Regions from separate parts of the Mus musculus genome. Here all the other regions are linked to region 1. A link is a contact called in public Hi-C and promoter capture Hi-C data. All regions are on one chromosome and are shown on one strand. The core of a region is the stretch at or near the end of the contact, and the rest is flanking DNA. Distances in the headings are between cores, read along the strand shown.

Region 1 (6,758 bases), core at 2,530-5,029:
AGGGTTCTGCAAGTGCAGCAAAGACGAGCTCCTGGGTCATCTCACCAGCTCTTTAAACTTCATTGTGACTGGAGGGATGGCTCAGTAGGTAAGAACACTTGCTGCTCTTCTAGAGGACCTGAGTTCAGTTCCAGCAAACATGTTGGGTGTTTAACAGCTCCCTGTAACTCCAATTTCAGAGGTTCGATGTGTACTTCTGGCCTCCTCAGACCCCGTGTGTGTGTGTGTTACACACACAAAAATTTTAAAATCTATATAATATTTATGACTTAAAAGAAAAACTTCTAGCAGCGTGGCAGTGGCACATGCCTTTAATCCTAACACTCAAGAGACAGAAGCAGGCAAATCTCTGAGTTTGAAGCCAGGCTAGTCTATAGAGGGAGTTCCTGGATAGCCAGGGCTACATCAAAATAAAATAAAATAAAATAAAATAAAATAAAATATAAATAGAAAGAAAAGAAATACTTGTAAGTCACTGTAATTGGGACAGGAGAAATAGCTCTGCAGTTAAGAGGATTCGTTTCTCTAGCTGAGGACCCAGGTTGGTTTCTCACAACCACGTTGCTGCTCACGACTGCCTGTAACTCCAGTTCTAGGGAATCTCTTGCCCTCTTCTGATCTCTATAGGTTTCTGGATGGATGTGGTGCACACACACTCCCTACAGGGCTGCTACATGCAGTTTAGGAGGGGTACTAGACAGGACATAAGACACAGTTGATGCCTTCCACAGAACTGCTATGACCTGTCAAATAGAAGAGTGGGTACAGTTACAATGTGATTATTTGTATATTTTGGGAATAGGACCAGAAGTGGGATCTAGATTATACATATACATTTTTAGTTATGTATATACATTTTTAGTTGCATATATAAAATTTAACATCTCTAGGAATCTTTGTACTGGTTTCTAAATGATTCTACTAGATAAGAATGTCCTCACCTCTATACCCTTGCTGGTACTTGGTAGCATTTTTTTTCTTTTCTTGATAACAGTCTTGGGGCGGGGGGGTTGGGAGTGACAGGTCACAGTATTTGCTCTTTCTCTGGTGATAAACAATCTTGAGCTTCTTTTTTGGATACCTATTGGCCATTTTTGTTTTGTTTTGTTTTGTTTCTTTTGAGACAGGGTTTCTCTGTGTATCCCTGGCTGTCCTGGAACTCACTTTGTAGACCAGGCTGGCCTCGAACTCAGAAATCTGCCTGCCTCTGCCTCCCGAGTGCTGGGATTAAAGGCGTGTGCCACCACCACCCGACGCCTTGACCATTTTTTTATATCATTTTTAGAGCAATTGTCTCTTCAAATCTTTCATTCACTGATTAGAGGATATTTACTACTGTGTTGTATAAGTTTTCTCAATATGACTCTCGGATGTTAATAATTTAAAAATATTTTTCCCAACCTGTAGGCTGCCCTCTTCATTTTGTTCTTCACTTTGCTGCACAGAAGCACTTTAGTTTGATGCAGTCTCACTTGTGACCCGAGCTTTGGCTTTGGTGTGATTGTTACTACCTGAGGCAGTGTCAGAGAGCTCCCCGTTCCATGCGTTTCCTTCTGGGAGTTTTATGGCTGTAGATCTTATGTTTCCCCTTTAAAAATACATTTTGAGGGAAGTTTTTGTGCATGGCAAAAGATAAAGGCCCAGCAGTCACTCACATATGGGAACCTGGTTTTCCATCACTATTTACGCCCCCCCCCCCCCTTTTTTAATTTAAAGGAGCATGTCTCACTTAAGAAAGAAAATAAGGGCTGGAGAGATGGCTCAGTGGCTAAGAGCACTGACTGCTCTTCCAGAGGTCCTGAGTTCAATTAGCAACAACATTATGGCTCACAACCATCTGTAATGGGATCCAATCCCCTTATCTGGTATGTGTGGAGACAGCTACTTTACTCATATACATAAAATAAATAAATAAAATCTTAAAAAGAAAGAAAGAAAGAAAATAGTAGTTGGATGTAGTTATGCTCCCCTTAATCCCAACACTCTGGATAGAGAGGCAAGGTGGGTCTCTGTGAGTTTGAGGGTACCCTGGCCCACAGAGCAAGTTCCAGGACAGCCAGGGCTACACAGAGAAACCCTGTCTCAAAACAAATAAACAAAAGGCAACCAACTAAACAATAACCAAAAAAAAAAAAAAAAAAAAAAAACCAAATATGGTTGAGGTCCTGGGTAAACACAATCGCTAAATGTCTGGCTTTTACTGGGCTCTGATATTTTCAAATAGCACATATTTATTGATAGACACAAGTATTCATGGCATGTATATGATTTTATGAATTAAGTAGATTTAATTTTAATACTATAATGACAAGAAATCTCATCACTTCCTTCCCTCTCACAAAACCCATGTCGAGTGCACTAATGATCAGTTTTAAACAAGTCAACCATGTTTCTTTTAAAAAGACTTATCCCCTTGCCTGGTCTCAAAGATATTGAAAAGTGAGCACACGAAGCCTATAACTGGTGGGTGGGAATAAAGGCAATATACTACTACAGGAGACATCATCAGCTTGTTACAAATTTTCTTGTAATAACCCAGGGATAATCAAATATTGCAACATTTAAGTATGATTGAGCCAAGGGTATGATATCTACAATATGTAGGATTGCTATTTAGTTTTATAACTTAAAATGGTCTATGATAATGGTGGCAAAGAAGGTCTTTGCAATAAATAACTACTTATACACATACTTCATATGCATATATGTGTATTTATATCCACACTTTACAAATAGGACCATGTCTAGCACATGGAGGATTTTAGTAAATATTTGGGTGAATATCAATATGAGAACTAATAGGATCTTTTCTCCCCTTCTTTTTTTTTTTTTAACAATTTTTAATTTTATTCACCTTAGTGCTTAGATGAAATGTGGAAAATAGGTGTTGATTATCTTTCTACCTTTAATGAGTTCTGAGGAGCCTCAGACTGAGCTATCACCTCGGATCCGCACCCCTCTTCCCCCTCCACACACCCCCCCCCCCCCGCCTCCCTCCCTTCCCCTTTCTTACTTCTCCTCTATTCCTTTCGTTTTTCTTTTCTTTGAAGACGCGTCTTATGCATCCAGGCTGGCCTCTAACTCTTATGCAGCCGAGGATGACATTCCGATTATCCTGCCTCCATTTCTCAAGCCTGGGGATTACAGTCGGATACTACTTCGCCAAGATAGAGTTTATGTGCTACTGGGCATAGAACCCGGGACTTCCAGCATGTTAGTTAGGCACTCCAGCAACTTAAGCTACTTGCCTGGCCCTCACATATCTTAATGGCAAGCCTCAGTTTTAGAGACATTAATTTAGCTTAAGGCAGGGCTGGGAATTCACAGAGGAATTGTTTCCTGTAGAAGAGAAAGTCAGCATAGCAAGTACCAGCTCCAAGATAAATAAAGTTGTTTTCTATATACATTGTACAAAGAATTTGGGTGGTTAAGAGAGTGAAGCGAATCTATTAATAAACCATTAGGGATATCCCAAGGAATGTTAATTCAGGAGCATATTTCTGAAGTTATGTTTACTTAGGTTTTCCCTTTAAAAAACCTAACTAATCATTTTCCTTATCAATATTTGTCACTGGTTGTCATAAACTCATTATTAATGGGACAAGCTCTCATATGCTTCCAACCTTGCTCAATACAGGCCCCAAGTGTTCCTTTAAGCCCCAAGAGGGAACCGACTTTGGCTGAAGCCGGTGCCCAAAGCCACACCCACTGCCAGGCCTTGGGACTTGGGGCTGGCCCAGAGGAGCCTCTGCTCACACTGCGCGTTGGAATCCGGCGACCGGAGCTCTGGTGTCCCCCGCAAGAGGTGCGACTGCCCCGCCGGCCCGCTGATGGATCAACCAAGGCCACTCGGTGCGCACCACCGACGCGCTCTAGCTCATTTGCATATAGACGGGCGCGGCGCTGCGACAGGAGGGAGCGCGGGCGCGGCCCCGGGCCGTGGCGCGCGCGCGCCCTGACAGCTCGGCCCAGCTCGCTCACTCGCTCGTTCCCGGCTTCCGAGCACAGCATGGCGGTCAAGGTGACTCCAACTCTCTGCTGCTGCTTTTATTGCATAAGAGACGTTCCAAGGGCCCCGAGTGCAGCCCCCCGCCTCTTTCCGTTGCTTTCTTTGCCTGGTTCTTAGCCAGTGCGTCCCGGGGCTCTAGATTGCGGGTGGAGAGCTGTGCTGGGCTTGGACCGGAGCGAAGAGGATGCCCGGCTGGGGGAGGGGAAGGAGGAGGGATCGTGAGTTGGAGGGGCTCCTGAGGACCATGGTCGGGAGGAGGAAAAGAGTAGTGTTTTGTCCTAGGTACATGGGATTGCGAGCACAGAGTTGGAGAGCATCAGAGAGGGACTGAGAGTCAGCGGGCAGGAGAACCGGGGATACCCAGGGCATCCGCGGTGGGGGAGGGGGTGGGTGTTGTCATTTGGGGCCACAATACAGCCCAGGGCACTGGTTGACATTTGCCTGGCAGGTTGTCAGATGTCGAAAGTATCCGTATTGTGGCAGCTCTCAAGGTTTAGGTCAGATGGAGAAAGGGTCGCCAAGATGACGATGTACTGTTTCTGCTTTCCACAAGAAAGGCTGCTAGGCCCGGCTATTAATTTGGCTGTTTTACATCTCCTGTTGCTCCTCTCTTGAGGCTCTCAGGATTTGTAGCTTGGTGGTTGCTACTGTATTGCTAGTAGTTGTGGAATAAAGTAAACGATTACATTGGTTTCCCTTTCCAGTTCACAGGAAGTGCCGTCTGTAATTTGCTCTATCTTGCACTATTCACACCCTTTTCTCCCACCCCTTAGCCGTAGATCTCCGGTTTGACAGGTGTTATCAGCAATTAAGCTTTGGGTTTGTTTTTAGACTAAATGACCTTATGAAAGATAAATGAGTTGTTAGCAGATGTAAACTATAATCTAAAGAGATTATGTGGTTTCTAGCTAAGCATTAACCAGTCATTCCCCCCCCCCCCTCAGGTGCATACAACCAAACGAGGTGATCCTCATGAGCTGAGAAACATATTCCTCCAGGTAAGTGAAAGAATTTTACATCAGGGAAAGAATGGGAAGAACATGATCGTTATTCCTCTTTAAGCTCTCTAACTTTGAGAAATGCTCTTCTCACAAACATGAGTGGAGGATGTCCTTTGTACTTGGTTTGTTTTGGTTTTTTTTTGAGACAGATTTTCCTTGTGTAGCTCTGGCTGTCCTGGAACTTGCTTTGTAGACCAGGCTGTCCTGGAACTCGGAGGATCTACCTGCCTCTGCCTCCTGAGGGCTGCGATTGGCTCTATACCCGGCCGTTTGTACTCTTAGTAAGAACGGATTGGAAAATTTTTCTTTCTATTGGGGATTGATATGAGGTTTTCCTGGAGTTGCTCTTTTTGTTTGCATGACTTAGGATGACTTATAAAATTTTCCTTCTCATAAATGTCTATGACATTTGTTGCACAGATAATTTATGACTATTGTAGTTGCGCTTTCTCCTCCCACTTATTGCAACCATAGATGGGGATGGGGGTAGGGGTTGGTACAACATGTTTGCTTTAGATTCTTTTGTAAGGAGGCTGGTAAGATGACTCAGTGGATAAAGGTGCTTTACCCAGAACCCATATAAATATCGAAGGAGAGAACTAACTATATAAAGTTGTCCTCTGACTTTCATATATCTGTGCATATGCACCAGTGCTCACACATCTGCTCCTTATAATAATAAATTATTTTTTAAAAAGGGGTGGGGAGAGATGGCTCTGCAGTTAAGAGCACTGTTCTAGAAGACCTGGGTTGGATTCCCAGCACCCATATGGCAGCACTCAGCCATCTGCAGTCCAATTCCAGGGAATCTGTCATCTACTTCTAGCCTCTGAGGACATCACATCACATGCATGTGGTGCATAAACATACACACGTTAAAAAAACGGAAGTCTTGCCGGGCGGTGGTGACACACGCCTTTAATCCCAGCACTTGGGAGGCAGAGGCAGGCGGATTTCTGAGTTCAAAGCCTGCCTGGTCTATACAGAGTGAGTTCCAGGACAGCCAGGGCTACACAGAGAAACCCTGTCTCGAAAATACCAAAAAAAAAAAAAAAACCCAAAACAAACAAACAAAAACAAAACAAAACCGGAAGTCTTGTAAGGATTGACCTTAAAATACCTTACTTATGTTAAGCTTTTAGAATCAGTCACCTGACTACGCCTAGTTTTTTGCCTTTGCTTTCTTAAATTCCTAAGGTATTTTACTAAAAGTTATGTTTTTCTTGGAAGAGCTGTTTTTTAGAATCTTGTATTCTGGCTGTGGAGTCTCTGTAGACTGTTAACCTCGGGCAGGCTCCTTCTGGGTATTATTTTCCACTGTAAAATGAAAGGTGACCTTCAAGGTTGCTTTCCATTCCAAAAGTCTGTGATTCTATCTTAGGAACAGATTCTAGCGTCTGCTAATGAGTCTAAGCTGGATAGCACTTCCATCCGGGACAGGTAGTTTCCTCAGGCCTGGTGGGGAGGAGGAGGCTGCATAGGTGACCACACACAGTGTAGTTTATGAAAGAGAATTGGTAAAGGTCAGGGATAAAGTGTTTCTCTACCTTGCTTTAGCCCTGCATTTGAGTGTTAGCACCAAAAGAAAACAAAAGAGAATTAGAAAAATGAGAATTATTTTTAATTTTTATGTTTTAGACTAAGGCTTTTTAGGTAGCACAGCCTTTCTTTCTTTCATATGTCTTTGTTTATTGGAGACAGGGTGTTACCATGTAACTCTGGCTGCCCTGGAACTGTTACACCAGGCT
Region 2 (6,758 bases), core at 1,272-3,771, 1.8 Mb before region 1:
TCAGGAAGACCAGGGCTCACTGGTTAGCCAGCCCTGCCTGATGAGTGAGCCCCAGGTCCCAGTAAGATAGTCTGTCCAAAAAAAAAAAAAAGGTGGCTGACTCCTGACATTAGAGGCTAATCTTTGGCCTTCATAGACACATGTACACATACACACACCTACCTAAACATATACATAACATATACATATTTTTTAAAGGGAAGAATTTTCCCCCCTAAGTTTTGTTTTGATATAAATGGGTGTTATGTCTTGATGTCTGTGCACCATATGGCTGTCTGATGCCCTCAGAGGCTAGAAGAAGGCATTGGATTCTATGGGACCAGAGTTACAGTTTTGAGCTACCATGTGGGTGCTGGGAATCAAACCTGGGTCCACTGAGCCATTACACCCCAAAATGGGCCATGGTGATTCTAGTACTATAGCCCCATGCCCTTACCTGTGGTTTTACTTTCCATGGTTTTATTATATCATGCCCAATTGCAACATTAGAGTATTAGACGGAAAATTCCAGAAATAACTAATTGCCACGGGTTTTTTTTTGTTTGTTTGTTTTTTGTTTTTTGTGGTTTTTCGAGACAGGGTTTCTCTGTATAGCCCTGGCTGTCCTGGAACTCACTTTGTAGACCTGGCTGTCCTTGAACTGAGAAATCCGAATGCCTCTGCCTCTCGAGTGCTGGGATTAAAGGTGTGCACCACCACGCCCGGCTTAATTGCCAAGTTTTAAATCATGTCATTCTGAAGAAAATTATACAATCTTGTGTTGTCTTATTCTATCCTGCCTTGCACGTAACTCATTTATCTTGTTGCCTAGCACCGCCACACTCCAAACACCCCTCACCTGTGACTCATGAAGGATCCACCTAGTTTTGCCCAGTGAAACAGAAGATGTCAGCTAGAGGCTTCTGAGACACACTGCCTGTTTTTCCTAGGGGTCCACTAGATGACATGTTTCCTCCTCTTCTACTCCTGACATTTTAGTAGTGTCTAGAGCTGCAGTTGGCTTTTGGTTGTTAGCTAGGGGATGAGAGCAGAGGAAGGCACAGCTACATAATAAAGCCATGATATGTGTGTGTGTGTGTGTGTGGGGGGGGATCAGAGTAATTGAAAATAGCGTTATTTTTTAATGTCTCAGACCTCTGTGCTGTTCATGTGCGTTAGCTCGATGGCGGTTACAAGCTGTGTACTGCTTATCCCTGGGGTCTATTTTACACATACAATGATGACAAGGATACTAGGCTGAGTGTGTAGTGCATTAGTAACTGTAGAAAGTAAGGACTTACGTGACTGCTTTGACAGTAACAATCTTTAACCAATAGCAAAACTAAAGACAAAGACCCTGTCTTTAAAATGTATCAAAAGAGCTCTAAGGCTTTCCTAAGATCACTCTCACGGGGTGACAGAAAAACCTTAATGCAATTTTATTACAAACAGTGGCTCAGCTGCTGCTTGTCAGTCACACCATTCAAAAAGTTTCTGACAGAAAGTGAAGAGTTCTAGATCTGTGAGATGGCTCAGTATGGAGAGGTGCTTGCTGCTAAGCCTTACGAATCTGAGTTTCATTCTCAGAACCTGCAAAGTACGAGAGAACTGACTCCAAGCTGTTCTTTGACCTCACCAGAACTGTTGTATACAAGAGCGAATCCACACAAGCACACATACAATAGGCAATAAACATAATTAAAAAAAAAAACTCAGATTTTTGCAGAGAGATCAGGGTTTGACATGTGTCTTCTGTCACTAGTTTAGTTGTGAAACTTTACCTGATACTTTTCTGATACTATTCTGTCATCTGCAAATTGGGGATTAGCAACCAATTCACACTCTTTTCTTTTATTTGCAACTGGTATGTTTGAAAAAAAATTATAATTTCTGGACATTCACTGTAACAAATACTTGAAAGTCATTGGAGAAAACCTAATAAACACCTTTTTGTCCCAGTGGAGCTCATAGTGTAGTTAGAAGGTGACTTTATACATATTATTTGATTTAATCCTACCAATAGCCTTATGAGATGGATCGCAGTAGTCTCATTTTAGAACCAGGAAGAAATCATGTTTCCTTCTCATAGTTCTTAACCTCGCAGAGGAAAGGGATGTATGTGCGGCGACGAGGAAGAAGATGGTGACTCTTTAAATGTTTTATGCACTTCTGTGGCTGTTAAGTGCGTCTTGGATCCGAAATTTTCCTTGGTCCATTTTTCCCTTGAAGAAAGTTTAATGGCTTCTCATCGTTAACCCATCTGAAAGAAGTTACTGGAAAGGGGAGAAGGGCGGCTCCGTGCAGGTAGCAAAGGCTGATCTGGGCACGATCAGTCAGGGACAAGATAGATCCCAGACGAAGCAGGAGCCCGGAACCGGAGCAGTGGAGCTGAAAGAAACCTGGAGGCTCGGTGGAAGCCCACGTGTAGAGAGACGCAGAAACCCGGTGCTGCTGAGCGCCCTCCTCCTCGTAGGCCCCGCCCATCCGGGCCCGGGCATCCGGGCCAATGGGCGTGACCCTGTGGGGGCGTGGCCTGCGCACAGGTGCCGCCCCGGCCCGCCCGTTCCGTCGCCTCTGCCGTCGTGCGTGCGGCTCGGCGGAGGGCCGGGCTTGCGCTCTCTCCGCCTTCTTCCCCACCTCCGGCTGCCGGCGACACCGGTCTTTGCAGTCCGGGACCCCGTGCGATCGTTAGCCCGGTGCACGGTGAGTCCCCGAAGGAGCCCGTGGGCTCCCGGGCCAGTGGTTCCGAGGCTGGCGCTAGGCCGGAGACCGGCCGCCGGGACGGGCTGAGGGCAGCGGACAGCTTGGGGCATGTGGATGAATGAGGCGCCCTCGGACTAGGCCGCGCGGCCACGAGATTGGCTCTCGCCGCAGTCTGGGGGAAAGTCTTGCCTCAGGGCGGGACGCCAATGCCGGGTCAGGAGGGGAAGGGTGGTGTGCGGAGGTCCTGCTTGGCTGGACTGCGGGGGCACCCCTTGTAGGTCACCCCTTGTAGGCTCCAGGACTGGACGGGCTCTCCCCATGCAGCTGTTCATTGGAGGCCCGGAACAGGTGTCAGGATCCCCAAAATGGGAGATCCTTGGCCTCCCGGTCTGGGATTACAGGTTGGAGTATCACTTCTGGAGCAGGCGGAGTGGGGAGAAGGAGGGAGGAGCAGCGTGGCTCTAGGAGGTCCAACCAGCCAGAAGGCAGGGACAGTTTTAGTTTCCAGGTTCTAAGACGCGCAAGGTTGCAGTTCCTCGTAGGTTCCTGTTGCAGTGTTAAAAGTGAGATCAATTTTGCACAGTGGACCTTGGAGCCAGGACAAGAAAAGACAGAAAGTTTGGACTTGTCAATCAAAAGGTATTTGAAATAGGGCTGTATATAGCCTACTGGTAGAGCGCTTGCTTTTAGCATACATGAAAGCTCTAGGTTGGATCTTGAAAAGGAACGACAAGGTGAGTGCCTTCAAAGTATCCAGTGTAGAGTGTGGGTTTCAAAAACTGTTTAATAAGGACTGACGGTAAGCTTACCTACAGTGTCAAAGGCAAAAAGGTCTGGCTTCGAAGGACCTCCAGGCCTAGTAGTGACCATCAGTGTGGTGAACGCTGAGTTGTGGAGAGAGGCGGGTTCCAAGCGGTGGAGGAATGATTGGCGAGAGGTGACATGGTTGCTGGTGTTTCTGTAATGGGCTTCCTTAGACTTGTGTCTCTTCTCCTTCCAAATGCTTTCCTTCAAATACTATGACAGGTTAAGAAGGCGGTTGTCGGCAGCCAGCACGGAGGATTGGAACTAAGTTTTAAGTTTATCTTTGATTCCCGCTGCTGCAGTGTTTCTGGGACTACTCAGAAGTGATACATGTACACATTTTAGAATCAGATCTGTTTACAGAGACCCTCCCCTCAAAAAAAGTATGGGTTTTGCTCATATTTTAGTTGTGGATTGGTACAGACAGTAGGTTTTCTTGTCTACTACCCAGTAATATATTCTGTATACAGACATGTGTTTTGTTTATAGGGGAGTCTTAAAAGTTCATTTTGATATTTTAGATGCCCCCGAAAAAGGGAGGAGATGGAATTAAACCGCCTCCAATTATTGGAAGATTTGGAACCTCACTGAAAATTGGTATCGTTGGATTGCCAAATGTTGGGTAAGTAAAAATTGGGACTTTTCTTATTTTGATTTTGTAAACTTTGTGTCCTGTTATAGAAATAGAAACTCACAAGATTTTATTGGAGAAAGAAGTAACTGCTTTGAATATACTGTTAGAAGGTAGGTAAAAGGCTCCTGTTTCTGCAGATTTAAAAGCCAAAACGGAATCCACAGAACAAGCTGGCAAGCCAGTCTAGCCACAGTGGTGAGCTCCGAGTTCAGCAGCAGACCCTGCTTTATATGTAAGGTGGTGTGCAGCTGAGGAAAACACTTCACCCCAGCATTGGGCTGCCATGAGCACACACGCATGCACCCGTGTCTGCACACATCTGAACAGGCACATGGATGCCACGCATGTGTGCACACAAAAGGTGTTTAAACTTGGGAATTCTGAAAACAAAGTACTGTATTTTATCATGTCTTTAAAGTTAACCATACCTACCATATAGTTGCACAGAAGACAATGATAGAAGATATTATGTGGGGTTAATCTTACAACTGTGTAACTTAAATGTTCAGTGTCGGTTCCTTCCTTCCTTTTTGTTTGTTTGTTTGTTTGTTTGTTTTTTGGTTTTTCAAGACAGGGTTTCTCTGTATAGCCCTGGCTGTCCTGGAACTCACTCACCAGGCTGGCCTTGAAGTCAGAAATCCACCTGCCTCTCCCTCCCAAGTGCTGGGATTAAAGGTGTGCGCCAACACGCCTGGTTCTTTTCATTTTTTAAAAACTATCTTAGCCAGGCATGGCACTTCACATCTTTATCCTAGCACTTTGGGGGCTAATGCAAGAGCAGTCCTGTGAGATTGAGGCTAGCTTGGGCTACAGAAAAACCTCTTCTCAGAACCAAGAATCAGTCAATCAATCAATCAATCAATCAATCAGTCAATCTCTCTCTCTCTTTCTCAGTGATTAAGGTAATAGACACAGCATGGGTTTATGACGCTCACTGGGGCATTTTGGGATGTACTTTTAGATGTGTACATCAGGGGTATATAAAACGCTGTGGTGGTCTGTGTGCCTGCTGGAGCTCCTGTTACAAAGTCCTCAGCGACTGCAGCACGGTGTGCTCAAGCTTCCCAGGTCTGGGATTCTTGAAGTATAAAACATGAGCAAGTGTGATTGTCCAAATTTCAGCCTCTTCTAGAGTGGGTTACAGTTTGAAGGGGTTTCCTTCTGTGCTAGAGTCTACTTGTAGAGTAATAATAAGGAGTGGAAATATAAATATAGCAAAACAAATAATCAAGCCAAGTATTGTAGGGTACTGCCAGTAAGTTGGGAGCAAAGAACTGATCATAATGTTTGCAGGGAGTTTTTCTGCCCTAGTAGAAGGATTTTAGATATTAGCATTCGTATCTTTGGAATCAGTGTATTCACACCATTTCTACTTCAAATGGGACTAATTGAAAAGGGCTATCTAAAATCTTAAGTGTTATTTTAATGTAAGTCTTTTGGGGGTTACAGAATAGAATATAGTGATTAGTAGTTTCAGCTTCAAAATAGTCCTCCTCGTCAGTTTTATTGAGGTATGTATGTTAAACACAATAAAATTGAAAAATATTTTGAATTACATTTTTATATGCCTTGGTTTTTGTTTTTGTTTTTGTTGCTGTCATTGTTTTGTCTGCATTCATGTCTGTATGAGGGTGTCAGGTCCCGGGCAGTTGTGAGCCGTCATGTGGGTGCTGGGGACTGAACCCCAATTCTCTAGGAAAGCAGCCAGTGCTCTCAACCACTGAACTATTTCTCCAGCCCCTTGACTTACATTTTATTTACTGTGTTTGTGGGTGATGACACAGATGTTGGAGATTAGAGGACACTTGTGGAAGGCAGCTCTCCCATCCTGTGGGCTTAGGTTAGGGATTGAATGCAGCCATCAGGCTTGGTGGGTGCTATCTTTACCTGCTCAGCCGTCCTGCTGGCTTGAATTCTCTCATTTTTGATAAGGAGGTCCTGAAGATTTAATTCAGGGCTTATGTGAAAATTCATTTATTTTAATGCAGTAGTTTACTCAACTTTGGCAATTGTGTTTGGTTGTAAAATTCATTTTTTATAGAATGATCTTTCTTTAAACTGTATCAGGTAGAGTTGACTGTATGAAACACAGATCTTTTAAACAAGAAAAAAGAGGCTTACTGTAAGAATTGAAGGAGCGGACAGCTAGACATCAGAAGGCTAAGAGCTCAGGTGAGGCAGGCGTGGATCAGTCAGTCCACGTGGAACTCAGCTACACCAGCTCTTGACCTGCCTGATTCTTAGCTGGGATACTTATTCTGTTGCACAGATTCCTGGGCAAGAAAGGCCAATTAGATCTGTCTAGCTTTGAATGGGTTTACAAGAAGTAGATTGGAGGTTGGGGTAGTTTTCTTAAGGATAGTCCACTGGTTGCAATAAGGGCAGTCAATTTAGAAATTGTTCTAGTTAGAGTTGCTGCTGTTCTGATGAACACCCACAACCAAAAGCAACTTGTGGAGGAAAGGGTTAACTTGGGTTATGTATTCTGAATCGCAGTCCACTGAAAGAAGCCAGTGTGAACACAAACTAGATGGGAACCTGGAGGCGGGAGCTGATGCAGGGACCATGCAGGGGTGCTGCTTACTGGCCTGCTTCAGATGGCTTTGCTCAGCTTGCTTTTTTGTAGAACCAAGGACCA
Region 3 (6,758 bases), core at 2,813-5,312, 1.6 Mb after region 1:
CTGTCCTTAAACTTGTGATTCTCCTGTTTAGCCTCGTATGTGCTGGGATTCCAGGCATGAACCAACATACCCAGCTGTTGGTATGAATTTAGATGCCATACTATGTTCTGGCATGTGAGTTTTGTGTTTCTAAATATCTAATCCAGGTATCATTGGCTGCCAGAGGTTTAAGTGGGAAACTCACTCTCACATACAAATAATTCAGTAAATAACAGTGAGACGAGCCGGACATGGTGGTGCACGCCTTTAATCCCAGCACTTGGGAGGCAGAGGCAGGCGGATTTCTGAGTTCGAGGCCAGCCTGGTCTACAAAGTGAGTTCCAGGACAGCCAAGGCTACAGAGAAACCTTGTCTCAAAAAACCAAAAACCAACCAACCAACCAAACAACAACAGTGAGGCAAAACTGATGATCACTGATCACTTAAGAACATTTCAGTTAACTAGGCAGTGGTGGCACACCCTTTTAATTCCAGCAGAGGCAGAGAGATCTGAGTTCAAGGCCAGCCTGGTCTATAGGGTGAGTACCAGGACAGCCAGAGCTACTTGAAAAATCCATGTCTTGAACCCTCCCCTCCCCCACAAAAAAGAACATTTAAATTAAATATACTGCCTTAGGGCTTCCATTGCTATGAGGAGACACCATGACCAACGCAACTTTTATAAAGCACAACATTTAACTGGGGATGGCGGCTGCCTCACAGGTTCTGAGGTCTCGTCCATTATCACCATGGTGGGAAGAATGCCAGTGTCCAGGCAGGCATGATGCTGGAGGAGCTGAGAGTACTATATCCTATCCCAAAAGCAAACAGAAGGCCGTTTTCTAGGCAGCCGAGGAAGGTCACATCCACACCAGGTGGAGCTTCAAAGTCCACCCCCACAGTGATGCACTTCCTCCAATAAGGCCACACCTTCTAATAGCATCACTTCCCATGGGCCAACCATATTCAAACTACCACACATACCTTATGGAGATTCACAGAGTATGATTTTAAAAAGTTTTCTAGGGATGTATACATAGTTCAGAGGGAGAGACTGCCTAACATGTGCGACACCTCAGTTTTATCTCCAGCACCATATTAAAAGAAAAATTTTCCCTAACAAATTAGTGAATTTTTAAAATTTGGTTGGTTTTTTGAAACAGAGTTTCTCTGTGTAGCCTGGCTGTCCGGGAACTCACTCAACAGACCAGGCTGAGAAGAATATGAGTGAAGTAAACTCACATTTAAAGTTAATCTAAGAGTATTTTTTTCTCAATTTTAGATTTTTTTCCTGTCTTGTAAACATATTTTTTATTAAAACCACTTACCCAAACTGGTACTTGCAGTCCAATTAATGCTACTTCAGCACAGAGGTTAGGCCACTGCAGTCTTCAATTTGCCAGCTGTTTGTAAACATTACTCCAGTTCTGTATGCAGAGAAATTGCTCTGATATGCAGCAAAGGAACAAAGACTTTTTAACTCCTAAAATTAATAGAAATATTTTAAAGGTTCAAAATTTATTTTTTCTAATTAGATTCATCTTCTTCATATAAAAAAAAAAAAACCCCAAAAAACAAAAAACAAAAACAGCCAGGCGTGGTGGCACATGCCTTTAATCCCAGCACTTGGGAGGCAGAGGTAGGCGGATTTCTGAATTTGAGGCCAGCCTGGTCTACAGAGTGAGTTCCAGGACAGCCAGGGATACACAGAGAAACCCTGTCTCGAAAAACAAAAAACAAACAAAACAAAACAAAACATGTACTAGCAATGAAGAAACAATTTGATTATACATATATACTTGGAATAAATACTAAAAAAAGAATGCCATAAAAATATTTTATCTGATTAATAAAATCATAAGTATGAAGTCAACTGAATATCATTTCAGTTTTTCTCATTAAAAGGGAAACACTATTATTTTATTTATATTCAGCTATGAGTGATGTACTTAAAATAGAAATCTACAAAACTTAAGGAAGTTCACAGACCAACTTTTAACAATGTCAATTTACCAGGGAACTCTTTTACTAAAGTTTGAAAATTTGAAAACCAGACCAGTAATCCCAGCACTCAGGAGGCTGAGGCAGACATAATGCTGCACTGTTGGACGCAGCTTCGGTTACGCAGTGTCAAGTGTGCAGTGTGAAGAGGGCCAGTGAGCAGAGAGGATGGGGAACCCCTTGCTGAACGAGTCTGACAAGTTCAGTGTGAGATCCTCAAGACACCCCCACAGGGGAAGAGGACTCCAAATGCTTGCCGTCTGACTAGTACACCATCACACTCACTCAATACACACACAGTAACACATTTTATTAACAAAATCAAAACAGTATTCTCAGGGCTGGAGAGATGGCTCACTGGGTAAGAGCCCATGTTGCTCTTCTCAGAACCCAAGTCAGGTGGGACAATTTTAGCTCCAGGGGACTTAATGTCTCTAGATGCCATGGCTGTTACATTCGAGTACACACACACATACACCCCAAAGAAGTAAATAAATAAGGGGCTGGAGAGGCAGCTGAGCAGTTAAGAACATTGACTGTTTTTGTAGAAGATCCAAGTTTTGGTGGCTTATCACTACTTGTAACTGAAGCTCCAGGGGGGTCTGACAGCCCTAGTCTCTTTGGGCACCTTCAATCATGTGCACTTACTCTCACACAAACACATATACAAACATACACATAACTAAGTATAGCACGCATAAAATGGTTTATGGACAGTGGCCAGATCTTAATGAGTGGTTTAATTGTCATTTGTGGGTTTTTGTTTGTTTGTTTCTGATTTTGTTTTTAAAATATCTCAATAGTCATTTAAATTCTGTTTCCAATTAGGGTGCAAAAGAGCTTCGAGACAAAAAAAAAAAAAAAAAAAAAACAACAACAACAAAAAAAAAACCCAACCCCCCCCCCAAAAAAAAAAAACTAGTTCTAGACCAACTTGTATGGAAAAGGCACTTGCAATCGGGAGTTTCAAGTCAAATATGAGACCCTATTTGAAATATAAGACCATATGAGAACGTTACTGAGATATTTTATGAGGTTCAATACTTGTAACTAATTTGGTAAAACTCCTGATAATTTTCACTGAGAGACGTGGTCTACACAGCTTCTGCCTTCTAAGTTATATACTCTGCCCCAGTTGCTTCAAGGATAACTCTAGAGTGAACAGGTTAAAGGGCACCTGTGTTGTCCCTTGTGGTGAGGTCCCTCAGCTCAGAGTTTCTGTCCCGTGAAGGAACTTCCTGCTCACTCTGCGTTATCTTGTGGGAAGAGGGCCTTAGGAAGAGAAAGGTACAATTTGCTGGGGATGCAGCTAGCACTGTGTAATTCACCGATCTCTCGCTAGGCGTCGTGCTCCCTCACAAACTATGCAAGCGGCTGTTGGCCTACAAAGACAGTTCAATCCCTGACCTTTCCAGCCCTGCGGAGCTTTCAACTCGCTTAGCACAAGTACACAAAAGTTCCGTCTCCAGAAATTTTTATTAATCCTTCCATACTTACCAGCATTATTACAGTGGAACATCTCTGATAGAAAACCTGAGGAGAGATAGCACAACTATGCATTAGAACGTTCATTATTGAAAGTCGCACTTCCTTTAATTTAGTAATGAAATCAGCTGTACAGCGATATGTCAGGAGAGCCTCTGCTGAGATCAAGTGCCAGTCCACTTTTTGTGTCATTAGAGACTGACTGGTTCCCGAAGTACACTAATTACAAGTTATTTACCAAGCAGTTTAATGTATGTTAAAGGTATCAACGCGAATGTTCTGGGGACAACATTCAAGTTTTAATAGTCCTACGTAACAACTGACAGGGTCTCATATAGTCCTGACTATGCCTCATAAATCAAATCATTTAAAAACACCTTTTCTGTCCTTTAATCCTTGTGGCTCGGTGGTCAAAGGGCTGTCCTTCACCTCAGCCAGCGGGGCGCAGAGTAGAAGCTCGCACCCAGCCTGGGCCTCGACTCGCACACCGGCCGGTTCCAAACTAGCGCAGCGAGTGAGAAAAGCGGCAGCGGCCGAGCGGGACCGAGGGCTCCTCACTGACCCAGGCCTGGGTCGCAGCGGGCCGCCAGCATCAGCACCAGCGTCGGCCGGTTGGTTCTCGTGCCTTACGCAGCCGGTGAACTGCTAGCGCCGGCTCGCCCACTGCTCTGCACTGCGCACGCGCACACCCGGGCTTCGGGCCTCGGTTCAGCCGCGGACAGGGCTCCTTCCTGGTTCCTGGATTGGAGACTGACGTCACTTCCGGCGTGGTTGCTAAACAACCAAATGGTTTAGTTATCGCTCAGTAGCTGACTTCAGCTTGGAAGTAGTATCACCTGCTCTGGACTCGCGGGATCAGCTTTGTTAAAGATGCAGGTGCGCTTTGGACGGCGCTCCGGGCAGGCGAAGGAAAGCCAAGGTGAGCTGCCTTGGCCCGTGCCGGAGCTGGGGTTGTTGTTTCTAGAACCCCAGCATAGGGTGACAAAGTGAGGGCTTCGGTTGCCTTTTGAAATGGGCTTTAACCAAGTCGAAAGCAGTCCCAGCAAGCATCCTTGGAAGTTAGGCAGGTTGGCCTTCAGGTGAATGAGTGGAAAAAGGAAAGAGGACTAGGGGAGCGTAGCAGTAGAAAGAATAGACTAGGAGTAGAATAGGGGTAGAAAAGGCAGCAGTTAGAGCCTTACCCCAGCTGTAACTCGTCAGACACTCGGGGCACTTAAGCTTTGTAATTCGTTGAATAAATTTTGGAATGCCGTTTGGAAATGTTATTGACCTATCAAAATCTTTATAATGTTGCAGACCTGCTGAGTAATCTTTTCTAAAGCTCACGGAAAAACCTCAGTTCTTTCCACGCTAAAGTTAAAATTCTCCCCTAGTCAAATGCTTTGATAATGTAAAAAAAAAAAAAAAAATGATAATGAGGTAATTAAAGTGACCAATTAAAGTGACCTAAGATTTGATTTTTTTTCAAAGATGTGAGCAAGTAGGACTTCTAAAAACAAAGTCTTTCCACAAGTTTAATTGTTGTCATGGTAACTAATAGATTCTTGGAAATTTGAACTATCTTCACGTTTTGCTTGAGTTCTGTAGCAATAGCACCCTACCCCCACCCTGCACCCTAGGATAGACACAATCTGGTCAGTGGGAACATTAGGAAATTTGATTCATACACAAGGACATTGTAAAAGTAATTTTTATTCACCAGATGTAACTGTTGTCTTGGAGGCTTACTGCTGAATAAGCTCACCCTTTCTAGTTCTTTCTGAACTCTGGCCTCGATGGTTCAACACAGGTGTTCTGGCCCAAACTCCTCTGCAAGCTGACTGATTCAAACTGGCTTCTCTCAGCCTCTTTCTGAATTGCTCCACTTGGAAAAACTGCTGTGTATTGAGGAGAGATGCTTTCGAACAGTGGTTCTCAATCTCCCTAGTGCTGTGACCCTTTATTACATACAGTTCCTTATGTTGTGGCGACCCGCACCATAAAATTATTTTCTGTGCTACTTCATGATTATAATTGTATGAATTATGCTTAAATTATTATTATTAAATATCTGTGTTTCCCAGTGGTCTTAGGCGACCCTCATTCGACCCCCAAAGGTGCTGAGATGCACAGACTGAGAAACTGCTGCTTTAGAGGAAGCGTGCAGTCTGAAACGCTGGGGAAAGCTCACAGTGTTAAGGAAAGCATGCTAAGGAGAGAGAAGAAAAGGAGAATACACTCCTCTGATCAGTTCAGAAGAGTGAAGAGACTTAACATGTTACATGTTAACATGTTAACATGTTACATGGCTGTGCCCCATAAGGTTCTGCATTGGGGCAGGGATTCTGGGAAAGAGCATAAAGCAATAAAATCACGTATATGACAACATGAATGAATCTCAAAGTAATTCTTTTGAGTAAAATCTATAATAAAAGTAGTAGATGAGTGGTGGCCTAGTAGAGCCTAAGGAGGGATGGCAAGCAGTAAATGGGTGTGGGGACTGTTGGTGTCCTGTGGCCGTTATCTGAACTGTAATGATGGCTTTGGAGGCATATACTTATCAAATTTAATGAAATGGGTCTTATAAAAGAGCTAATTCTGCCTATCTCATTAGCATGACTCGAGGAGTTCTAGGATGGACCCTGAGAAAACGTGATTGAATCCCAACCCCACCAGCATGTTTGATCTCCACCCAGGCCGTAGACCTCACTCTCTTGATCAGGAGTTTTTCCACCAAGATCCCACAAAGTTCAATGTCTTGCCCAAGTTTACAAATGAAGGAAATCACCAAAGATTTGATCACTTCACTCTGATTTCATAAAGTCTCGTATTATCTCCCTCAGCCAATCTTAAGTTACACATTTGAGGCAATTTTCAGATACTACTATACTCCAGAAATTTCTGGAAAAAAAAGTCAGGTGAACTCTTCCTGAAAAGTATTTAAAAATTATGTTTCTTAATGCATTAGGAATGGATTGCTTTGAAAAAGAAGAGATTCCCTATCCACCCCTCCTACCTAGCAAGGTGGATCTCCAGCAGATCACCATAATCCCACACGCTGAGTGGGAGAGGATCCGGGATAGCCTCAACAGGTTGACAAGAGAAGCAGCAGTCCTTCGTGCAGAAAGAGCAGCAAAGAAGAAAATGCATGTGAAATCCCAAGAGTTGGTAAAACACTGGACTAACACATATGCAGTAAGTCTCAACCTTCCAGAACTCACATGCTTTGAACAATAACTGCTGCTTCTGAGTAGTGCCTTATACCTGGTATAGATAATGTTATGCTCAAAGTACCATAAATACAATGACACACC
Region 4 (6,758 bases), core at 1,418-3,917, 1.5 Mb after region 1:
TAAAAAAATCAGACAACATTTGTAGCCGCAAATGCCTACAGCTCACTGAGTGACTGCCTAGCATGCCTTGAGTTTGATCTCCATTACTCAGAAGGGGGAAAATATGAGAAAAGAAAAATAAAAGCAGAACAATTTAAAGGACAAAGGAGTACAAGTTAAAACAAAACCAAAACAGCTAAGAAATGGAAAAAAAAGAGCACACACACTAACCAATGGTTATTTCATGGCATAAAAGCAATTTATGGGCAATTTCCCCACAGCCATACTGTTACTGACAACATTCCATCTAAACCTAAATTTGAAATGCTAACAGGACTTTTGTTATTTTTCTTTCTTTCTTTTTTTTTTAAGATTATATTAAATGCAGGTTTATTGGGAAGCTGATCTTAGATGGGCAAGATCACTGGCCCCAAGGATGAAGGCCAGGGAAGTCTCCATGGGGAAGTGGGGCAGGAAAGAGAGAAAGAGAGAAGGGGCTAAGTGCACGCAGAGAGAGAAGTGGAGAACAGTCTAACAGGACTTTTGAAATGCATAATTTGTTAAAAAGTTATGTTAACTTTTTAGAAGAGAACTAACTAGATAGAATAAACTATTATTTGACCAGAAGTACTTTACCATGGAATTTATGCTAGCTTGTTAGATATTAGGCACACCATTAATTTTCACATCAACTTACAAATATTACCTCCATTTTACAGACTTGGGAACTCTGTGTCTCAAAAATAAACACCAGTCTACAGTGTTACCTTTGGAATGTCTGTAATTCTTGAGACTTCTAACTTTGCCCTAATATGAATACATTCATATTAACTCCAAGAATCAAAGCTAAGCCAGTTGTTTGAAAAGCCCACATATCGCTATTAGATGTTCTGTTTTCATCTTAAGTTACAATTTAACAACACAAGAATCATACCTCAATTTGATGACAGATTTTGGCCTCCAAAGCAGTCATTTTTTCATTATCTCCATTTTCAGCCATTGTGGCTATCTGTAAAGTTTCTCACACTGGTAGGAAGGTTATTATTTTTATATAATAGTCAATACAAGAGAATGAGTAAAAAGTATGCCACTTTTTTTTTAATTTCAAGAATTCCTAACCTTACAGGTTTCCCTATGAATTCTCATACATCTCAACAAAGCAACACCTTGGATTATGGATGGAAAACTCAGATCAACAACCCCTCCTCCCAGTAAATCCTACTTTGTAACCAAACTCTTCATGTAGTTGGTAAAGCAAAGTTCAGCGATAAAAACAAAAAAGCAGAAAATGTCCACTTAACTACCCCTGAATCATTTCTAGCTTTAAAAATATCAGTATTATAGTCTGCCAGCAGTATATTCCTATAGCCCTCAATGCCAATTATTTGCGTTTCTTTTCAAATTAGTCACAGCTGACTTACCAAAACTTATTACTGGTAAAAATGAAAATAGAGTTCAGATATGAAAGTTACGGTGTTAGACACTATATAGGAGAATACAAGAAAAATGGGACCTTGTGAGCACAGATACAAAAAATTTTAAACTAGGGACGCTGGAAGGTAAGGATGTGCCTAAAACACTACTACACTGGTTAACTCTATAGCCACTTTCCTGTTTCACGGTCTGACAACAATCCTAGAATAAAGAGGGACTGTGATACTGGTTTGCTAGAAATCACAAACCGGATCTTCTGTCTTACTGGCTTTCAGCGCCTTACTAAACCACCCTACCATATTGTACGGAAGTATACCAGCTCTTGAAGAGTTTATCTGCAGCAGCTGAATATAGTTATGAGTTACTGTTGGTATATTTCTTGAGACATTGCTCAAAATGCTGGAGACTGCTGGCGATACACTGGTCCTGTAATGGGAAATCTACGAAGTACACGTCCCACTTCAGAATTTACTGTTACAGGCGCTGGTTTGTCTCCCACTACCAACAATCTCACTTCTCATTACTACAGAGACACAGGTCAATAACGACCTAGTTAGCCCCTGCAAGACTTCTGCGGCCTACCCAATTTAGGGACTGTTTCACACTGAAGACAGAATGGCAATGGCAGTTCTTTGAAGGAAAAAAAAAAAAAAAAAAAGATAGCGACGCTGGGAACCCAATAGCGGCCCCCACTTCTTCGGCCTCCAGTCAGTCCCCACAGAACCCTGTCGCGTTTAACCCGCACCGACCACCCTAAAGACTTAAATGGTCCGAAACATCCGCCTCTGGCCAGTCAGGAAAGGGGTGCAAGGAACAAACCGAAAGGACGCCGTGAGGATGCGGCGAGCCTCTGCCTAAAGGCCCCGCGAGAGCCGCATCCTCCCACACCGGCCCGCCGGGATCCCTGCCACGTGGAAAGCCCCAGGCGCCCGCATCTCTGGCCGGGGCCCGCTCCGTGGCCTCGCCGAGGCCCGCGCCCCCTCGGGCCGCGGTCCAGCACACGGCCACGGGCCGCGCGGCCCACGCGGCGGCGCGGAGAGGAAGGTGAGGCCTGCGCATAGCACAGCCCTTCGTACCTTCTCCTCAGTTTCCAAGAAGCTCACCTCAAAGATTCGGATCCCACGGTCACCACAGCTTCAAGAACAACGACAGAAGCGCCTGGACTTCCGAGCGCCGGCGGGCCAGCCAAACGCGCTTAAAGATGGGGGCTTTCCCGGCAGCCCTTGCGGACAGGTGGGCGTGGCCGCGGACGCAGTGGCCCGGCTCTGCTTTCCACGCACGCGCCGTTACCGCAGCCTCCCACAATCCTCGGAGGAGGAGTCCCGCCCTCCCGCCCGAGAAATTGTTAAATTGCTCAGCAGAATGTTAGGGGCTGACAGGAAGTGTTTTTGTGGAGATCTTTGTTTTTAATGTGTTTCTGGGCAGTATGTTCGAGCCTTCCCTTCTTTCTTCTGTAGCGCTTGGTTTTTCTTTTTTTCCCCCTTTGTCTCTTTTTTCCTTTTTTTTTTTTTGAGACAGCGTTTCCGTGCGTAGTCCTGGCTATCCAGGAACTCGCGCTGCTCTGTAGACCAGGCTGACCCTCAAACTCCTCCTGCCTCTGCTGAGACACTCGCCTACCTCTTCCGGGAGTGCTGGCATTATTAAAGGGGTGCGCCAGCACGCTTGGCCTTTTGCAATGTATTTGACTTGCATGGTGTTGTGGTTTTGGAAAAAAATTAAAAAACCATACAGTTGCTTGGTTTCCGACAGGCTAGCTCTCTGAAGCACAAACTGGCCAATGATTCGAACTCCTGCTTCAGTACAAAGTGCTGGGACTTCACCTACATCACCAGGCTCTTACTGCTCCCCCTCTTGCTGCTGCTGTCTATCTTTGCTTGTTTTGATGTTGGAGTCTGACTCAATGAGTAACCCAAGCTGATCCCAAACTATGCTTCTGCCTCCAGCCACCCTAGTGCTGGGATTACAAACAAATCTTTTTAAAAGTCTCTTGCTCCCAGCACTTGGGAGGCAGAGGCAGGCGGATTTCTGAGTTCGAGGCCAGCCTGGTCTACAAAGTGAGTTCCAGGACAGCCAAGACTGCACAGAGAAACCCTGTCTCTAAAAACCAAAAACCAAACCAAAACAAAAAAGTCTCTTGCTAGGAAAGAAGTACATTTAGAATAGTTTGAGAGACTTCACACTTAAGTCAGGACTGCCACTTTTTACATAACAATTTTAACGTTTTAGAGGTGCAATTTCCTTATGACATCATCTTTTTCCTTCAGTGTTCCTGGAATATAAAAATTACTTTCACAAAATAACTTCATAATCTCAGAGCATTTTGGAAGTTCCCAAACAGATAAACTCTAAAATTTGAAGAAGAAGAAGAAGAAGAAGAAGAAGAAGAAGAAGAAGAAGAAGAAGAAATGCATTTATAGGTTAACTATACATGCCATTTTGGCCAAAGAAAAAAGAATTTACTAGTATTATCCTCAGGTAGTTTTAACTTTAGATTAATTACATTCAATAAAAAAATTTTCAAGTTTCTACTTACTGTGAGACATAAATGCTAAATTTTCCTTTTTTAAAGATTTAAGTTTATGTACGGGTGTTTTGCCTGCATGGATAGACAGTGGAAAAATACCATGTGTGTAAATGCTCCCAACCTACTATAAATCCATTTCCAGGGACTCTAACACTCTCTTCTCATCTTTGTTGGGTCCTGCACGCTTACAGTGCACATACATACTCCCAGGACACACACATAAAATAAATAAATAAGCACTTAGATAACTTAAATGTTCATAATAGTAAGTTATGTGATTAAAAGAAAAATTAGAATCGACTATATGTGTACCACCAAATAATTAAAAAGTTAAATAATATATAGTGATAAAAACAAACTGATTTTCATTTACTGGTGTTTGTGAAATTCACAAGCACGGTGCTCAGAAGCAAAAGGTGTTTCACATAACCATTTTCTCCAAATACTGCAAATATTAATGTAATGTTGTATAAATTATATTAAATAATATAAAAAATCTTATTTCCTTCTACCATTCTCATGAGAATATAATAAAAGGTACCATTAGCAAAACTCAAGGAAATGAATTATCACCTTCAAAATATATGTTTTACACACATGCCCATACTACCTGTTATTGTAACCAGGTAAGTTTCACAGGTATGTCTACATCATTGTTCTACGATCAGAATTCAGCGTATTCATTTGAAGATTCTACAGTATTGAACAAGGAGAACTTCATAATTTTTTGGAGAGTGATTGTGGAAGAATTAAAAGTTGCATGTCAGTCACCATGAATGAAAAAATCCCATGTACATTTCTAAATGTCAGAGTGGCTTGTACCCTTCCCCTGTACACAGAATGATTGATCTAAGGCAGTGGTGTTATTCAGTTTGGGACATCACTATGAGATGCTTTATTTGGTATACAGGTAGAGATGCCTAAATGATACAAAGGCATAGCATTTTCAAGTATTAGTGACACCGTTTACTTAATACCATTTTATAGAAGGTCAAAACAATTCAATGTTTAGTTTCAATCTGATTACACATCCTTTGGCAATTCTGATGAATAAAGGTTACAATAAAAACTGCATTTCAAAATACAGCAAAATGTTTTTAGCCTTCAATGGCATTTCAAGATCTCCATACTTTAAATAGGACAGTCATTCTACCCACTGGGCGAGAGCACAACCACAGAGGTTCACCTACAGCTTAATAAAACTGACTGCACGCAGATGTGTAAAGGTATAAGTGGGATGGGGGGGGGGACCTATATGCATACCATCGCAAAGGGAGCTATTTCCCAAGAAACCATTCAAAATAAATTTAAAACTCTCCAGGGGTGTGCAGTTTCAGAGAAAGAACTGGAATACTTCTATATTTAATCTTTATACTCAACATAGAAAATATTGCAAAATCAGTTGTAGGAAAAAAATAATCAAAAAGTCTATGCAGCTTAAAATGCTGGGCAAAGTTACTATAAGATGGTTCCAGAAAATAAATAATTAAGAATGAGTGGGCTGGGGCTGTAGCTCAATGGTCACCTTAGGTTCATTTTTTTTATTCCTGAATTTTGTGCCATTTGTGGTGTTCATCTTGGTTGTAATTTACATACTTCTTTTAAGCAAATGGTCATTTTCCCACTTAACTTTATAATCATAATCTGGTATTGTTTTTCTCAAAGAGGGCCCTCAAAATTGTAGTTTCCACCATGCCCCACAAATTCTAATAGCATCTGTTCAGACTATGCATTAAAGTTGCAGACACAAGTTAAACTTACAAGTTAAATAACAAGGTGAAGTGATTAGGAAATGAGGCCCCCTTCCTGAAGTGGAAGGACAACATTTATATATTTAAGAATTTAAGAAGAAGCGCAGGGCTCAGCAGTTACTAGCACTAACTGCTTTCCCGGAGGTCCTGAGTTCAAACCCCAGAAACCACATGGTGGCTCACAACCATCTGTAATGAGATCTGATGCCCTCTTCTGGTGTGTCTGAAGACAGCTACAGTGTACTTACATATAATAAATAAATAAACCTTAAAAAAAAAAAAAAGAATAAGAGGGCACCTTAGGTATGGAGGAAATACCAATTCAGACTTTAGCAGCCAAGAGGTGGGAGATTATTCTAGAAGCTAATTTGCTTTAAGAAATCCACTAAGGTGCAGTCATCTGCAGGATGGCCCTGTGGGAAGCAGCTTAGAGAGCAGGCAGGGAAGGAAGCCCAAGAAGTTGGCTTTGAGGACAGTGCCTCCTACTGGGAAAATGTAATCCTAGATTAATATGTTGGGGGCACAGCTAAATCTACCTTGCGATTATGGCTCAAACACAAAAAAATGAAGCAATAGATGAATTTCAAGGGGCCATAGCAAAATTTGAGAGACTCTCAGGGGTCCCTGAAGGAACAAAAGCAGATGAAGTATCATATCCCGAGCTAGTATCTCGCCAGCAAGAATTCACTTGGACAACCGGATTCTTCTACGGCAAAGCTTTATTGCTTCAACCGAAGGAAGACCCCGAACAAGGAAAATGGTGCTGCTTATATACCCCTCCGTGTGACATGTCAGCTCCTGATTAGCTGCTCACTCATCATCCCACTACTACGCCCCGGGATGGGCAGTGACTTGGCACGAATTTACTCTTGCACCTGCGCACACTACTTGTTTACCAGTTAGGCACAGCGGAGGCTCATGATGGCGATTGCTCACGGCTCTCCACAGTATCATAGTAATAAACCATCGGTACACGTCAGAGGGAGTTCTCAGAAAGAACTAGCCACTGAAGATATCTTTAACATTCCTTTCTCTTTCTTCAAAAGCCGTGTGTGTTGTGCATGTTCATG

Evidence for each region. Promoter capture Hi-C pulls out the DNA fragments that hold promoters and counts their contacts. A called contact is a pair of places that touch in the nucleus more often than the background predicts.
Region 2: a promoter capture Hi-C map of liver shows a contact between it and region 1, with 5 times the contacts expected there. The contact joins the promoter of Ola1 here to the promoter of Slc25a12 in region 1. A contact is called at or near these places in 3 of 39 promoter capture datasets (hippocampal neurons and liver) and 1 of 115 datasets of contacts at active chromatin or transcription factors (double positive thymocytes).
Region 3: a contact with region 1 is called in a Hi-C map of B cells, with 5 read pairs. The contact joins the promoter of Phospho2 here to the promoter of Slc25a12 in region 1. A contact is called at or near these places in 1 of 39 promoter capture datasets (liver) and 1 of 484 Hi-C or Micro-C datasets (B cells).
Region 4: a contact with region 1 is called in a promoter capture Hi-C map of pre-B cells, with 2.6 times the contacts expected there. The contact joins the promoter of Ssb here to the promoter of Slc25a12 in region 1. A contact is called at or near these places in 3 of 39 promoter capture datasets (the C10 cell line, liver and pre-B cells).

What each region holds. Positions count from the first base shown.
Region 1 is chr2:71,364,776-71,371,533 of GRCm38.p6, reverse strand. It overlaps Slc25a12 (solute carrier family 25 (mitochondrial carrier, Aralar), member 12), which reads left to right and starts at 3,779. Exons shown (of 18, transcript NM_172436.4): 1 at 3,779-4,021; 2 at 4,954-5,007. The coding sequence starts at 4,010.
Region 2 is chr2:73,210,210-73,216,967 of GRCm38.p6, reverse strand. It overlaps Ola1 (Obg-like ATPase 1), which reads left to right and starts at 2,521. Exons shown (of 11, transcript NM_025942.2): 1 at 2,521-2,682; 2 at 4,008-4,108. The coding sequence starts at 4,008.
Region 3 is chr2:69,787,041-69,793,798 of GRCm38.p6, reverse strand. It overlaps Phospho2 (phosphatase, orphan 2), which reads right to left and starts at 4,062. Exons shown (of 4, transcript NM_028521.2): 1 at 3,843-4,062; 2 at 3,478-3,513; 3 at 1,308-1,462. Ccdc173 (coiled-coil domain containing 173) reads left to right here and starts at 4,313. Exons shown (of 9, transcript NM_001077684.1): 1 at 4,313-4,384; 2 at 6,413-6,639. The coding sequence starts at 4,336.
Region 4 is chr2:69,857,471-69,864,228 of GRCm38.p6, reverse strand. It overlaps Ssb (Sjogren syndrome antigen B), which reads right to left and starts at 2,667. Exons shown (of 12, transcript NM_001110145.1): 1 at 2,517-2,667; 2 at 914-1,005. The coding sequence starts at 979.